Regions from separate parts of the Drosophila melanogaster genome. Here region 2 is linked to region 1. Evidence: chromatin contacts called from public Hi-C data. All regions are on one chromosome and are shown on one strand. The core of a region is the stretch at or near the end of the contact, and the rest is flanking DNA. Distances in the headings are between cores, read along the strand shown. Region 1 holds the start of Vta1 (Vesicle trafficking 1). Region 2 holds the start of pav (pavarotti).

Region 1 (7,286 bases), core at 3,629-6,128:
ACAGCGTTCAAGGGAGAGGCGACGCTCTAAGGAGGGGCAACTTTCCAAGGATAGGCAAGGGTTAAAGGAAAGGCAGCGTTCTAACGAGAGGAAGCGATCAAAGGAGAGACAGCCCTCCAAGGAAAAACAGCGCTCAAGGGAGAGGCAGCGCTCTAGGGAGCCACTGCAATCAAAGGACAGGCAACGTTCCAAGGAGCGGCAGCGTTCTAGAGAACGTCCAGCCAAGGAAGCCCGGCCCACACGATCGCCAAGAGAGCGCAGTTCCAAATCAAGAGACGACCGCCGACATCGGTCTCCTACCAATGCTAGCAGGAAGCAAAAAGATGACACTAAATTAAGCCGCAATGCCCGATTCAAATCTCCAGCCCATTCCCCAGAGGCGCCACCGAAGAAGTCGGTGCCAACGCCAGCCTTCAATCCCTTTAAGGCGGCCGAGGATACTGTTAACGACATCCTTGGCACAAAGTCGGTGATGGTGGCCCTGGAACAGACTAAGCGACAGCGGGCGGCTTCCAGCTCTAGCTCGGATTCCGACAGCTCCGGTAGTAGCTCGACTTCCTCGCGTACGCCATCGCCTAAGCCCACACCTAGGAAACAAAAGAAGAGGAGCAAGACCCCAGAGCTAAAAGAGGTGAAGAAGGAGATTAGCCCCAGAAAGGAGAGCCGCGTTAGCGTGAAACGGGAGCAATCAAACTCCCCGCAAAAGTCAAAGTCAAAGAGCAAGGTGGACGAATCAAGTCCCAAGCGTACGAGCCGTCGTTCTCGCTCTATTTCCTCTGAGCTGCGCTACTCGCCAGCTGAACGTCATCCGGAACGCTACCACGACATTGTGCAGGACAAAAAGCGACCGTCCAAAGTAAGGGAAGCCCACTCGACAAAACCTGCTCCAGTGGTCCGCCTGAGGGCACAAAGCGACGACGGCAGCGATGCGGAAACAGGAGTAGATGGTGCCGCCTTGGAGGAATTCCAGCAGAGCAGGCGCGAACGCGAGGAACAGCAGGAGCTGCGCATGCTGGAGCAACTGAAGTCTGGTATAGCGGCCAAGGCCAAGCAGAAGATCAAGATCATGGAGAAAGACCCGGCCAAAGAGGGTAGCGAAGTAAGTGGCAGTGACCAGGTGACGGCTACCAAACGTAACTCGCTAAGCGAATTCCTTGTTGCTAACAACGTGACCGCTTTAATTAACACACTGACTACAACCACGGTAACACTAACGACGACGCCCCCGCCGCCTTTGGCGGTGGTTGTGCCGCTGGAGCAGCGCCAGGAGCAGCCTCAGCAGCGGGATCCGGATCGAGAGCTGTCTGTGCCTGTGGAGGATACGGTCAAAAAAAGGGACACTAGCACACCGCCCATTTGCAAGACGCCCCAAGTGACGGCGAATGGCGACGCAAAGAGTCCGACATTGGTTCACAAGAACCACGTGCACCACAACAGGCCGCCTCCACAGCATATGCATCACCACTCGCAGCAGCAGCAACATCACCAGCATCCGCCGGGGAAGCGTATCTTCCACAACCGCACGCTGAACAATAACCCTAACAGTAGACATAGTACTAACAACCCTCATGCATGTGGTGGTGGCGGGGTACCTCATTCGAATTCCAACAGTAGCAATAGCGGCGGGAACAACAACAACGCGGCCATGCTCCCGTTTCTGGCGGGTACTCCGGGCACATACAATCGCACCACAAACCGCCTCAACCACGGTCCCCTTCTAACCGCCACACACTACAACATCTGCAAAAACCACCAGCACAGCCTGCAGCAGCAGCAGGCGCACCACCTGGCTCGTGGCTTGGTCTACAACTCGGCTCTCTTCGGCCATGGACAGCGCCATCCGGGACTGCTGTCCCTGACGGGAGCTGGTGTGGGCATGAGTGGGCCAGGTGCTCCGCTGTTGGGCCATCCGTCGCATGTCCGGGGTGGTGGCGGGCCCATTAGCTTCAATGCGGCGGCAGCGGCTGCGGCTGTGGCCGCCAATAGTATTAGCTACCTTCATCATCACCATCAACACCAACAAAAACCGAAAATCGTTATAAAACCCTTCAAAATTCACGATCCACAGCCTCTAGTCGCGGCGCTCGCGGACAGCTCACTGGTGGATGCTATCGTCTCCAAGGTATCCACGGCCACCGTGGCGGCGGCGGAGAGTGCGGCCCGTAGGAGCCGCAGTCGCGAGCGTCGTAGTCGCAGCAAGAGGCGCACCAGCACCAGCCATCATCGACATGACTCCAGCAGCGAGTCGAGATCGTAAGTACTTGGCTGAGCAAGTTTCTAAATGTAGACTAATGCTAAATCTTATCCCTCTTCGTAGGCGGTACAGCTCGTCCAGCAGTCGCAGCGGATCGCACAGCTCAAGGTCTGGGTCGCACTCCTCCCGCACCAGCTGCTCCACGAACAGCAGCTCGGGCAGCTCCTCCTCCGGCAGCGGCTCCGGATCATCACAGTCCGGCTCTCGATCGCCCTCCATCCCAAGGCGTCGCGGCTCGCCAAGCTTTCTGGACAGACGTCGCATAACGAGGTAACTTGGCAGGATTCCTGCCCCGCCTTGGTTGACCTCATTATTTCTTTGAATAATCGTTTTCTTTTACATTTTATTTGTTCTTTACATTTTATTTCGTAGCCGTCGATCGCCGCGCAGCACAAGACGCTAGTGACTGCTTATATCCATTACACGATTGAGTTACAATAATTTTACACCTTATTTATACAGCACGAACTCTTGATTTCTTCTAAATGGTTTTATTTTTTCAGCTGACTCAGGAACTACTTATAATTTGATTATCTTAACTACTCGCCAATCTTCTTTTATATATTTGTAGCTATCAAATTGTGTGTCATCCTGATTTTTCGTAATTTAGCCAAGCCGCAAATAAACTTTGTCACTTTACCGATTATATGGTTTTATAGGATTTCTTTTGTTTGATTTTTAGCCACTGCTTTTCTATTCCTTACGATTTTCAGTTTGGTGAGTTACTTTCATATTTGCCCTTTGGTTTTTAAGCTTGCTACACGAATCCCATACTAATCTATTCATTATGCTTTCAGCGCTCGCAAGCGACCGATTCCCTATCACCACAAGGCGAACGCCGAGGGCGAGGTGGAGGATGCCTCTAGTTGCTGCTCCAGTTGCTTTAGCCGCGCCAGCAGTCCTGCCACGCCCCTTCTCACGCCCCTGCGCAACAGCCGGAGTCCGTCGATGGCCGCCTTCTGAGTGTTAACCGCGTCGCTGCGCAGGATGTGCGGCGAGTCTTGAGGCACAGGTGCCCCCCACAATCATCACCATCATCGTAGTCACCTCCTCTAGTCAGAATCCTAGTTTTAAGATAGTTGTTATGCGCATTTAACTTGTTTTACACTGCATTCCGTAGCCCTAAGTTAGTCATCTGCCCATGAATTTACTAGCGAAATTATATTGTAGCGCCGATAAAAAGCCAATAATTCTCGTTTGTAAGCCTTTGCTCGATTATTTGCTAGTTCTAAGCTGCGTTTTAATAAAAAAAAAACAGACATTATTTGTTGCATCTCAAAAGGTTGCCTTGGAATTTCTCAAATTGGGATCCATTGTGCGCAATGGAAATGGGATGTTAGATCGACGATTGTCGCTACTTGTTAAGCATTTCTGTTGGCCAAATTTGGCCATGGATATCTAGATATCTTATACATTGTATATTAGTTTATTTTGGTAAGAAAAGTTTACAAAATTTAGGGTTTAAGGTATAACAACAGTCGGTTGATAAGGCGCCCCTCCAGTTAGTTTTAGCTTATCTAAAGTGTTCAAATACACACGGACTTTTTGCAATCCGCCGGAACGCGGGAAGATAAAGAACTTGAAGCAGTTCAGCCGTAATCTAAGCAGTAATTGGAATATTAGGCCAAGACGACTACCACAGGGTTTAAGGGTCGTATAGCCTATTTGGCTGCCTCTTTGGCGGCCAGCTTGTCCTGGAAGCGGCGACGCTTCTGGGCGATGTACACCACCCAGATGAAGGAGATGATGGCCATGCTGATGGACCGGAACATCGGGGGCACGTAGGCGAAGTTGAGGTACACGAACACGGACAGGTACTGCCAGTTGGCCTTCAGCAGAGGCCAGTAGAGCTTCTCAACATTCTTCAATGCAGTGCTGGGAGACTTGCCCTGTAAGGGATTACAAATTATAGTTCTAGGAACTGAGATTGCGGATTATGGATTCTCACCTCGAACAGGGCCAAGAAGAACAGGGACAGTGCCTGGTAAATCGGAGCATAGACCAGTCGCTCGGACAGGAACAGGAAGAATCTTCGGAAGCGCACATCCTGGCTGAAGAGTCGCTCCACCGTCGTGTAGAAGTAGTGCGGCACACTACCGCCGAAGATCAGTCCAAAGAGTCCGTAGGCGAATACGCTCTGCTGGTTGAGGGTCTTGGCGCCCGCCAAACGCTGGGAGGTGACATTAGCCGAGGTGGCCAGAACGCATCTGCAGTAAGGAGCAGCCGGTGGGTGAGGCGAACCGGATGATAAGGCGAATAGTGTACTTACGCCGTAATGGATTTGGTGCGGACCGGGTGGTTGAAGAGCTGCTCCAGATAAGTGCCGAAGAGCGAGTACAGGGGCTTGGAGAGAACCATGTTGCCGGTGGTGCAGAGATGTGCCTGGAATGTGACTGGTGTGAAGGATGCAGGTCAAAGTGCAAAGTGCAACTGGTCGCACTGATAACAGCGAAAACCAGTTCCCAGAGTCCAGTGCTTACCTGAGAAACTCCAAACGTTTTGGTCGCAGATTCGCAACTGAGCGCCGAACCAACAACTTTAGCCGAAGGTACAAACTTTAGTATTTCGCTAGTTCCAGAGTTTGGAACTGGGGTGGTTCCATGGCATTCGAGAAACTGCGATATCTGGTCACTCTGCGTGCTCGTCATTTCCATTGTTGTCGGCATAATTTTCCAGATCCGTAATTAAGCATAGAACTAAAGATTAAGCCCTCTTTCCACCACGATGGAGTTTCCGCCTTGTCCTCCCTCGCTGAAGTCCATCCAACACTTTCTGAAGCTGGCCCAGGAACATGATACCCGGGATGTGGTCATCGCCTACTGGGCGAGACTCTAGTGAGTATCTACAGATTAGTTTTTCTTGTTTTGCCCGTATTTACTCATCTTCCGAATCCAGTGCTCTCCAGGTGGGCCTCAAAGCCTCCACCCAAACGGGTGAAGAAACCAAACTGCTGCTGGGTGAGTGAAAAATCCGATACGCATATTACCAGCCTATGACTCATCCGTGGTTTGTTTTGTTTTGGTTTTCCCTACGACCGCCAGGCATCATGGACTGGCTGGAGCAGATGAAGAAACAGTATGCTGAGAACGAGGCCATCACCAACGAGGTGGCTGCCCAGGCACACATCGAGAACTACGCCTTGAAACTATTCCTGTACGCCGACAAACAGGATCGCGAGGAGAACTTCGGAAAGTGCGTTCCCTTCGTAGAAATACCCTGAATCGATTTTCCTGATTCATAAGATTGTGCTTCTTCGCAGAAACGTCGTTAAGGCCTTCTACTCCAGTGGTGTGCTCTACGACATTCTCCAGACCTTCGGTGAACTGAGCGAAGAGGCGCTGCACAACAGGAAGTACGCCAAGTGGAAGGCCGCCTACATCCACAATTGCCTGAAGAACGGTGAGACACCGATTCCCGGCCCCTTGCCAGACGACGACGATGAGGCGGAGCTCGAGGGGGAGAATGCCAACGCCTCGGCAGACACATCGCCGGAGGACGCCGCGGGAGCAGCTGCTCCAGCGCCCTACCAGCCGGAGCCTGACTCACAGCCACCAGCTCCATCATCACCGACAACTTCCGGAGTGGTCCCTCCCACCGCCGAGGAGGTGCTGAACAACCCGAACAAATTGCCCAGTCCACCGGTGGACGAGGAGAAGCCGGGCGGCTTTGTGCCCTACGTGCCCACAGCTCAGCCTAATCCGGCCACGGCGGCCACCATTTACCAGCCCATTGTGCCCGTGGCCGGGGTGCAAATCACTCCCGACCAAATGATTACCGCCCAGAAGTATTGCAAGTACGCCGGCAGTGCCCTCAACTACGACGACGTCAAGACAGCCATCGAGAACCTGCAGAAGGCCCTGAAGCTGCTGAGCACCGGGTCCGAGTAGGGCGTACACATCCACATTCACACGTATTTAGGAATCGCTTCCTTGGCACAGTTATAGCTTAGAGCACCAGTATAATGCCGCATAATCTCCTGCTAATCGCTCGTTTGAGGACGAAAGTAAAACGAAATTCAGATTGACTGACGTTGGATTATTAATTTTAAATATGTATGAGTTGTTCAAATTTATTAAAATTGTTTCTAAAGTCGTAATTTAAATGGTTCCGACTAAGTGCCCGTTACGAAGAGGATTTGATTACATTCTGGTTTGATCTGGTCGCGTCTACAGTTTAGTTAATATCTCTCGCCATTGCATACAATATAGTAGTTCTGTATACGATAATAATTTGGCACCAAAGTGAAAACATGAATTTCGATTTGCTAGAATGATGTGAATGAATTTGAGACCCGCAGACAGGGCGCGCCATCTCGAGCCCAACTTAAGGTGCTAAAACAAAGCTGGATCAGTGAATGACTATGAGTACGTGATGCACCGGTAGCAGGCACCTAGTCCTGCTTTACGCCGTTCGCAGCAGGCTGCGCTGCCGTCGTGGCCTCGTCCTGGAGGCGGGCGGTCTGGTACCAGACCACCAGGCGTCCGCCCAGCATGAAGGTGAAGACCAGCGCCGGACCGGAGCGCTCGAACGGATCACTGACCATCCAGTGCTGGTAGATGCCCAGGAGCATCAACACCAGCAGCGTAACGTTGGCCGTGTTTTTGACCTTATCTGTGGGTAAGTAGTGATTACTCCGACTGATGCGCCGTATTAATAAGTCCATACACTTACGATAGGGAATCAGCGCCATGGCCAGGCCGCAGACGATCTCCAGGATGCCAACGGTGCGGCGGTACCATTTCGAGGGTATCTTCACTCCGAAGAGCGCCGTTAGTGGGAACACTTTGGCATACTTCACGTACTCTGTGCGCTGAAATCGAGAGGAAATCGAATACGAGGATATAATTAATCATGCCCAGAAACACCCGCAGAGGAATGTGCTCCGCCTGGCGGCCCAGCGGAAGAGGCAGTGCAGCGGGTTTATTTTTAAATGGAAGCAAGCTTCCCCTGTTGTCACACTCATCTGTTTCTGTTGGCATCGTTGGCCCCGAGTGTTTGTGGTAATACGGGGGTAATTACACCGAAATACAAA
Region 2 (7,726 bases), core at 1,845-4,344, 2.6 Mb before region 1:
TTCGACTTCTTGCTGCTGTGTCCCTCAATGCCGAGATTGCAGCGGGAGGCTACGTCCTGGGCTGAGGTGACCGTGCTGGGCACTGCACCGCCGCCCAGAGCCGAAATGTTGCCATTGCTGGGTCGCTTTCGCGTGGGCGAGTGAACCGGTGACTTCTGCTTGAGGCACTCCACATCGTTGAACACAACTTGGGCACCACCGCCACAAGTGGGAATTACATTGCCCTTATACAGCTTCGTCTCCACATCGCCATCCGTATCCGCATCCTGCGAGACGAGACAGTACTTCGTAGTTCCGTGAGCAGTCAACTCCTTCAAGTCGGTTAGTTTCGTTACGGATTTGCGATTCTTCAGATACGGCTGCATAATAGTGCCAAGCGGAACGGGATTAGCTGCCCGATGCTCCAGCCACTTGTCGCCTGCGGATCGAGAGCGTCTATGCCGATTGTTGGCCGCTGCTGCACCCTGTTGGGATATAAAATTATCAATAGATATTGCAATATTCTAGGATTAATCATACACTTACATGACGTGGCGTTGCATATATATCTGTTCGTGTAGCTGGCACCGAGGACTCCTCCGTGCGCGCCGTATATGCACCGCGATCTTTCTCATTAAGTATGTTTTCCGAGCTCTGTGACCGCGGCAAACTGGGCAGATCTTCGGACTGCAGAATGTTGGAGACCAATCGCAACTTCTCGTCCTTGATGCGCATGCGTTCCTGCAATTTCACTCGCTGTTCACGCAGCTTTAGTTCAAACTCTCGCTTATTTTTGTCCGACTCAACGGCCAGCTTGGAGCTGAACTTCTTCTTTTGCTTTTCCTTCTCGTGCTCCTTTTGGGTGAGCATATTCTCCTTCTCGTTCAGCTTGAAAGTCAGCTCTTCAATCTGCCGTTCTTGCTTGCTTAGCGTATTGTTAAGCACGTCAATGGAGCTCTCGTGGATGCGAACCTTCTTCTCGAGTGCCGCACTGCGATCGCGCTCCTGCTTGTAAACAGCCTTTAAGGAGGCGAGCTCCGTGCGCAGCTGAAGATTGTCGCGGTCAAGGTTCATCAGCATCTGCCGGAAGCTGTCACCTGAAAGTTGTGGAATTAGTATTTCAATGTTAAGATTAAGAAAGTGACGTCTTACATTTAATGTCCAAGTTGGCACGCAGCTTCTTTCGCTTTTCTATGCGCTGCTCCAGATAATGCATTAGCTCGCGGATTTTGATCTGTGCCTCGGGACTGTCCATTTCGTAGGCGGGAAAATCGGGTCCCAAACTGTACACCAAACCCACGTCCACCTCCAAATCCTTGGCCTCAGGAATGCCCAGCTCGTTTAGATTATTAACGGCAATCTTGAACAGCTTGTTGGCCTTGCGACGGCCGGGAGTCAGACCCAAATCTTGCTTCATAGGAGTCGCCCGAGCAATTTGCACCTCCTGGGTCATCTCGGCGAACTTCATCACTTGCTAAACGGGATAAATAAATTTTAGGGACCAGAGTACATTGTTGTCAGAAAAATAGTTTACCATATTCTCATCATAGTCCTCAATTCTTGGGTTGATGCACACAATCATGGACACCTGGCCTTCGCCATCGAAGTAGTTTTTAAACATGTGTGTGATCTTGGAGTCTCGATAGGGGACCTTCTTGGGTGCCAATCCATTGCTAGCCGCGAGTTGGTTCTCGCGCAGATATTCCAGGCAAGTGCGCAGCGTCATCAGCGAATTATTGATGTTGCCCGCCTCACGGAGTCGCACACCGGTGTTCTTGGTCCTTGAGGATCGCTCACTGCCCGCCAGATCCACCAGGGACAGTTGACTCACTGTGATGTTTTGCCGGTCCTGAACCACATTCTCACCCTGGCTATCAGTGGGCGCCTGCACCAAGCGTATATTGAACACCGAGTGACTCCTACTGGATTCTGCATTGAGAACAGTGTGTCCCATTCGTTTGCGCTTCTGGCCCATTTGAAAGACCTCGAGGGCGTCCTCCACGGTCTTGACCTCCACCTCTGTGACGCCGTGGACGAACATGTGTCGATTGGCATCTTCACGAATGATTTTGCTCTGCAAAGTCCTGTCGGGTCAAGAATACAGTTAGATTTCTTTAAATGTAATGCTTAATAAATACTTACTTCTGTATACCCGAGTCCTCAAGGAGGTCGTAGACGCTGTTATTGTAAATTTCAATATAGGTGACAAACACCGAGTACATGTTGTCCTCATCCAAACCCAGCAGCGGAATTGGCTCCACGGAGGCCTGGGATGCAATTTCCGGATCCGAGTCCTTGTGCCTGAAGGCAAATCGTCCTGAGCCAGCAAAACGCTGGTTCATCTCGTGTTGGCGCTCCAAAAGCGCATCCTCTTCGGACAGGATCTCGAAGCCATTAAGCTTGTCCGGCTTGAAGACGAACTTCTTGGCCTGGTAATCTGAAATGGTGCGAAAGAGCACGTCCAGGCAGCGCGGCATGATGCCGCGGTGTCGCAGGTTGCCGGTCATGGTGTACGTTTTTCCACTTCCAGTCACGCCGTAGGTGAAAAGCAGACTGTTTCGGCCTTTCAGTAGGTTCTCCACCAACGGCTGGGCCACAGCTGCGTACACATCCTGCTGCGTGGCATCCGGCTGGAAAACGTGCTTGAATATGTACTGAACCTCGCGCTGGGCGCCGTTGTGTGGCTTGTGATGCTGCAGCAGCTGATCCTGCGGATTCAGTGCGATCGTCGTGGAGTTCTTGACCCTTAGGGAGGTGAGATCTGCGTCGGATTGTAGTGGCCGCACTCGACAGAACACATTCACTGGATCCCTGGCCTTGTCGGAGGTGTCTCGTCGCTGTTTCTCCACCGTTTGATGCACCCGCGGAGTTTTCGGGACGACACGCATCGGCGTCCTGGGTCTGCAAATGGGTATTCTCATTGATGGAGTTGTTCTTTCGGGAACTGTCATATCACTTACACTGCCTTCATGTTGTCAGCTCGTTTTTGCAACTAATTTGATATACGGGAGTTGGGTTTCTTCTTGTTTTGTTGCTGGAATCGATCTCTCTTTTAGTTCGTTACCTTCAAATTTACAGCGCCAAGCGACGCCACGCTTGGTTTTAGAGTGACCGAACTTTAGAAAGCGGTTAATGCTGCAAATACCATCCCCTGCTCCAATATATACTTGATACATACTGAAACCGAGGCTATGTACAGTGCGTGCCATTTGAATAGGTTAAAATATTTAGATATACTAGATTTTAAACTAATTTAATACTTTTATTTATGATCTCACATACCAAATTAAAAGTACAATGTTTATAAATTAGTATGATATTAAGGTATGGAATGGTTATGATGATGCCAAATATTCTTTTAAAATTAATTAAAGATCATTTGAGGTCCCTATTGCTTTTTATTAAACTTTAGCACTGAGAAAATTTTCCGCATTAGTGCCGGTCCGTTCCAGTAGCCGTTCATCATCAGCTTCCAGTAGAGCACCGGCATCAGCTCCTTCTTCATAAAGAACATGGAGTACCTCTCCTTGGACTGGTCCAATGGAAAGGTCTCCACGGGGGTGAGGTTGTAATCAAACTCAGCCAGGATGCAGGAGCTGTAGCCGGTGACGATGGGGCAGGACGAGTATCCATCGTAGATATCCGTTGGGGCTTTGCCCTCGATCGCCGCCATTACGTTTTTGAACACAACCGGTGATTGGGCGGCTGGAGGTGAAAAATCAATTGAATATTCTGATCAGGATTCCCAACCCATTTACCTGCCGCCGCGGCCGTCTTCGAGTTGGGACTGGACGCCGAATCGCCGATGGCGAACACGTTGCTGTACTTGTTGTGCTGCAGCGTCAACTGGTCGACGTCCACAAAGCCAGTGGGGGTTACCAGTTTCTTGCAGTTGGCCACCACATCCGGAGTGCTCATCGGCGGAGTCACATGAAGCATGGAGTACTGAGAAAGATATAATACTTATATAAGTTTAATTTCATGGCCTTCAATTCTCCTATTTCTGCAATACTATACGACTTTAAAATTGATCTTAGTTAACCTACTCTTCATATTTCTCGCTTTAAGTAGAAAGATATAGTTCTAGGATCTAGATCTAGATCTATATAGTATCTAGAATACCCAATTAATTGACCAGCACTTACCGTTTCCTCATAGTGAACTCCTGGTTTGGCGAGATCCTCGAACACGGCTATATTATCTTTATGTCTCACTTCAACGAGATTTCTTTGAACATTAAGCGTGATATTTCTCCTCTTGATCAGTTTCATCAGGGCCTCTGCGTAATGCTTAACACCAAAAATCACGGGAAGCGATGTATTGTAGATGATATTGACGTTGTCGCGACGACCCATCTGAAAAGGGTTTCAAATTGAAGTTGTTTGCCAGATATTCTATCTAAATGATGCACACCTTCCTAAAGTAGTGCTCAGATATATAGGCGATTTTCTGCGGTGCACCTGCACACTTAATGGGACAATTGGGAAACGTGAATATAGCATTTCCTTTGTTGGTCCTGCGCAGACATTCGTACACATGATCCACGTACTTGGGCGAGTAGATGGAGCAAACATTACTGTCGGGGGTCTCCAGGGCCTCCACCAGGCCAGGTATCTATGGATATGTGGATATGGATATTAGCAACTATTAAACGTACTGATACCCTACGTACCTTTCCATAATTGAGCTGCAGTCCGGTGGCGATGATCAGGAAGTCGTACTTGATGGTCTTGCCACCAGAAGTGCTAACCGTATTATTATCCGGATCGAACTCCAGCGCCTTCTCCTTCACCCATTTGGCCTTTGTGGGCAGCACATCGGCCATTTGGCGGTGGCTCTGATCCAATCTCTTCATACCACCTCCTATTAGGGTGAACATGGGTTGGTAGTAATGTTTCTATGGGGAATTATCGCGCTATGTCATAATGGATTATTTACTGCCTTTGGGCTTACTCACATCTTCCGGTTCCAGGACGACCACCTTGTCGCTGCCCAAACGTGAGGACAACTTGGCGGCCATGGCACACCCACCGGTGCCACCGCCCACAACCAGCACTTGGCATCTGGAAAAAATAGGATTTACTTAATTGCTGGAATATACAATGACAGACACCTCAAGGGAGATTAGTACAGTCGCATGACCACACCCACCATCAGTGCCATCTAACCATGGCCAACAAGTTATCTCTTCGTTATCGCCATTAATTAGTTACTAGCCTAAACATACTAATTCAATTTGTTTTGGTAGATATAGATATAGATTTGCCATGCCATTTGTTTCGCGGAAAATGTCATAAACTTTCGCAGCTATATAAACAAACTTACTCTTGCCGCTCGCGGTTCACTCGAGATGTGGACAGGAATCTGGTGGAGAAGGCCGTTGGAGCATGGTTGTGGGTGGCTAGGAGAAGCTTCTGGCACTGGCTGATGGTTCCTGGAAGGCGACGGTTCATCGCAACAGCTGGATGATCTTCGATCCCTCAATCTGCGTTAAAGAAAAACAAAACGGACTGCAAGTGCCCACAACCGATTGAAGACTGGCAAAAAAGAGCTTTCAATGGGGGGTTATCAAACCGGCTGCACTGGCAAAAAGTTTGGTCTATTTCAAATTTAGAAAAAACTTTAGAAATTTAAAAAATGCCGAAGATGCTTAGGCGGCACTGTGTAGTGCTTCCCAACATTTCGACCGGCTATCAAGGAAAACAAAACGAGTGTGGGAAAATTTGTCAGTGAAATCGAACATAACAACTGATTTTGAACACAAGTAAATAACACATTAGAAATTGTTAGAATTGTTTTAAGCGTACTAATTTGGAAAAAGTGTCAGGCTTCTAAAAATGTGGTATTTCTTAATTTCGCCCGTCGGCCATAAAAATCAGAGTGTACGTGGCTGAAAACCAGTTTTTATGTGGTAATAAAAATGGGGAAAACGCAACAGGTTGCACTGTAGTTTTCGGATGGGTGTATTCATAGCTTAACCTTGAAAGATGGCAAAAGCTTTTCAGCATGCTTTTGTACTCAGCTGTTTAAAGCTCATTTGGTGCTAAATAATCCAAAGCTCTAAAGTGCGCGAATGCTCGAAGCACTTAAATACTATCTACAGTGGATTTTGCCTACAGACAACACATGACATCATGCCTTAAAATACGAGGACTTAATTCTGAGAACAGCAAAGAATTGTGTGCTTATCGGGGCTCAATAAATAAAACAATCTGTAGGTGGCGCGTGTGCTCGGACCACTTGCTTTGTGTCTACAGTGGAACCCGGCGATAAGCGACCCATGAGATCATGCCCTTAAATACGGCTCCTCAGCGCTAACAAAGTATCATTTATTTGCCTGCTTATCGGGGCTAACAAGCGTTTTATTTGCCTTCTTAGTGCATCGGTTTATATTTATGGTATACCTCCAGGGGCAACCTTATCGAGTTTGAAGAATTTGAGTTGCATTTGCTGGTAACTGGCCATTACACTGTAAAAATATACGCATGCTTTCTAAAGGATAAACAAAAAAAAAAAACGCCGAAAAACTCGCATATTTTTATAATCAGGCATGTGGTTAAGTAACTGGTTTAATTTAAAATTGAATATTTTCACATTTGATTTGATTACTTGCGAGTCTTATCAAGCAATTCCTATAATATGTGGACATTAAATAAATGGTCAATTAATAGATTGCACAGACTCTAATCAGAATATGAAGGTCACCAATAAATCTTATTAATAAACTGCAGCGGTCATCTACTCATATACGTCAAACTCTAAATCAAGTTTTAAAAATTGCAACTAATATAAATTAAATGATTTTTGCAATTTTTCAGATGTTGATAACAATTTAATTCCATATTTAAATCAAAGTATTTCGTTAAAAAAGGAGATTTAAAAAACTTGTCTTCCCTTAACTTTCGTATTGTTTGATTTTTCTAAGGGTCTTTTAGGATCCCTATGTCATTCATCGTTAAGGGTTTTACTTAAAATATAATGATCGGACCCGAAAAGTTATATAATGCAAATGTTTTATGCCCCGGATTTTTCTGGGACCTTGAATCTATAGCTACTTCAGAAATAGATAAAGATATTCAAGTTAAATTAAACTCTTTTAAGATTATATCATGAAAAAGGTTCCAGATATTTCAATTAAAATTAAACATGTAATTTATATAAATTTCGATTTCTGATGAAAATAATAACAATAGTAAATTAGGGGTCTTTCCACCAAGCTTGTTGAGTACAATTTCCCTTCGGATCCAGGGATTTTCCACGGCTCCCCATTCCGTGCATTCGGATACGAGCAGATAGATCGATGTTGCTAATAAATATGGTAAATGTGGGATGATTAAGTGAACAATGTTGCCAATAAACGCGAGGCGGACATGTCAAACGCCACGAGACGACAACTGTGACAGCGGCGGGTTTAATTACGCCATGCTGCCGACTGATTGCAGATGGGCTTACGGATGTGGGATGTGTGGGCACATAGATGGATGGCTGGATGTGGCCACACACAGCCCACTGCGTGGGCGGGTGCTGAGGGGCAGGTCCTGGCGAGGTCCTAGCGTGGGCCCGACCCGCCGCCATGAGGTGGCCCATCGTCAATTGGAGACAAGCTGGCAATTCAAATGAAGCCCTATTGACTGATGGCCAAATTGGCTCCGCGACTGCGTGGGCGGCTATTCGAGGGCCAAGCGATAGCTACGGATATTTATAAGAAAACAATGGGTGGTTGGGTGATTGGCTGGCCTGCTGGCTG

Evidence for each region. Hi-C and Micro-C count contacts between places; a contact is called where the count stands out from the background.
Region 2: a contact with region 1 is called in a Hi-C map of the Kc167 cell line, with 2.2 times the contacts expected there. A contact is called at or near these places in 10 of 107 Hi-C or Micro-C datasets (the D17-c3 cell line, the Kc167 cell line, the PNm cell line and 5 more) and 1 of 7 datasets of targeted methods (the Kc167 cell line).

The regions. Positions count from the first base shown.
Region 1 is chr3L:1,650,492-1,657,777 of dm6, reverse strand. It overlaps Vta1 (Vesicle trafficking 1), which reads left to right and starts at 4,878. Exons shown (of 4, transcript NM_139383.2): 1 at 4,878-5,088; 2 at 5,150-5,211; 3 at 5,296-5,446; 4 at 5,514-6,346. The coding sequence starts at 4,979. The coding sequence ends at 6,141. It overlaps CG7970, which reads right to left and starts at 5,028. Exons shown (of 4, transcript NM_001316449.1): 1 at 4,735-5,028; 2 at 4,524-4,636; 3 at 4,203-4,461; 4 at 3,540-4,143. The coding sequence starts at 4,902. The coding sequence ends at 3,916. CG13920 reads right to left here. Exons shown (of 3, transcript NM_001299973.1): 2 at 6,926-7,064; 3 at 6,277-6,865. The coding sequence ends at 6,645. It overlaps Srrm234 (Serine-arginine repetitive matrix 2/3/4), which reads left to right. Exons shown (of 11, transcript NM_167909.4): 8 at 1-1,099; 9 at 2,069-2,253; 10 at 2,318-2,524; 11 at 3,052-3,531. The coding sequence ends at 3,217.
Region 2 is chr3L:4,238,102-4,245,827 of dm6, reverse strand. It overlaps pav (pavarotti), which reads right to left and starts at 3,094. Exons shown (of 6, transcript NM_057677.4): 1 at 2,940-3,094; 2 at 2,122-2,880; 3 at 1,514-2,063; 4 at 1,132-1,453; 5 at 526-1,076; 6 at 1-464. The coding sequence starts at 2,950. It overlaps Sqor (Sulfide quinone oxidoreductase), which reads right to left and starts at 5,655. Exons shown (of 8, transcript NM_168071.1): 1 at 5,554-5,655; 2 at 5,305-5,489; 3 at 4,937-5,042; 4 at 4,652-4,876; 5 at 4,393-4,593; 6 at 4,125-4,334; 7 at 3,738-3,924; 8 at 3,225-3,684. The coding sequence starts at 5,432. The coding sequence ends at 3,368. It also overlaps asRNA:CR45738.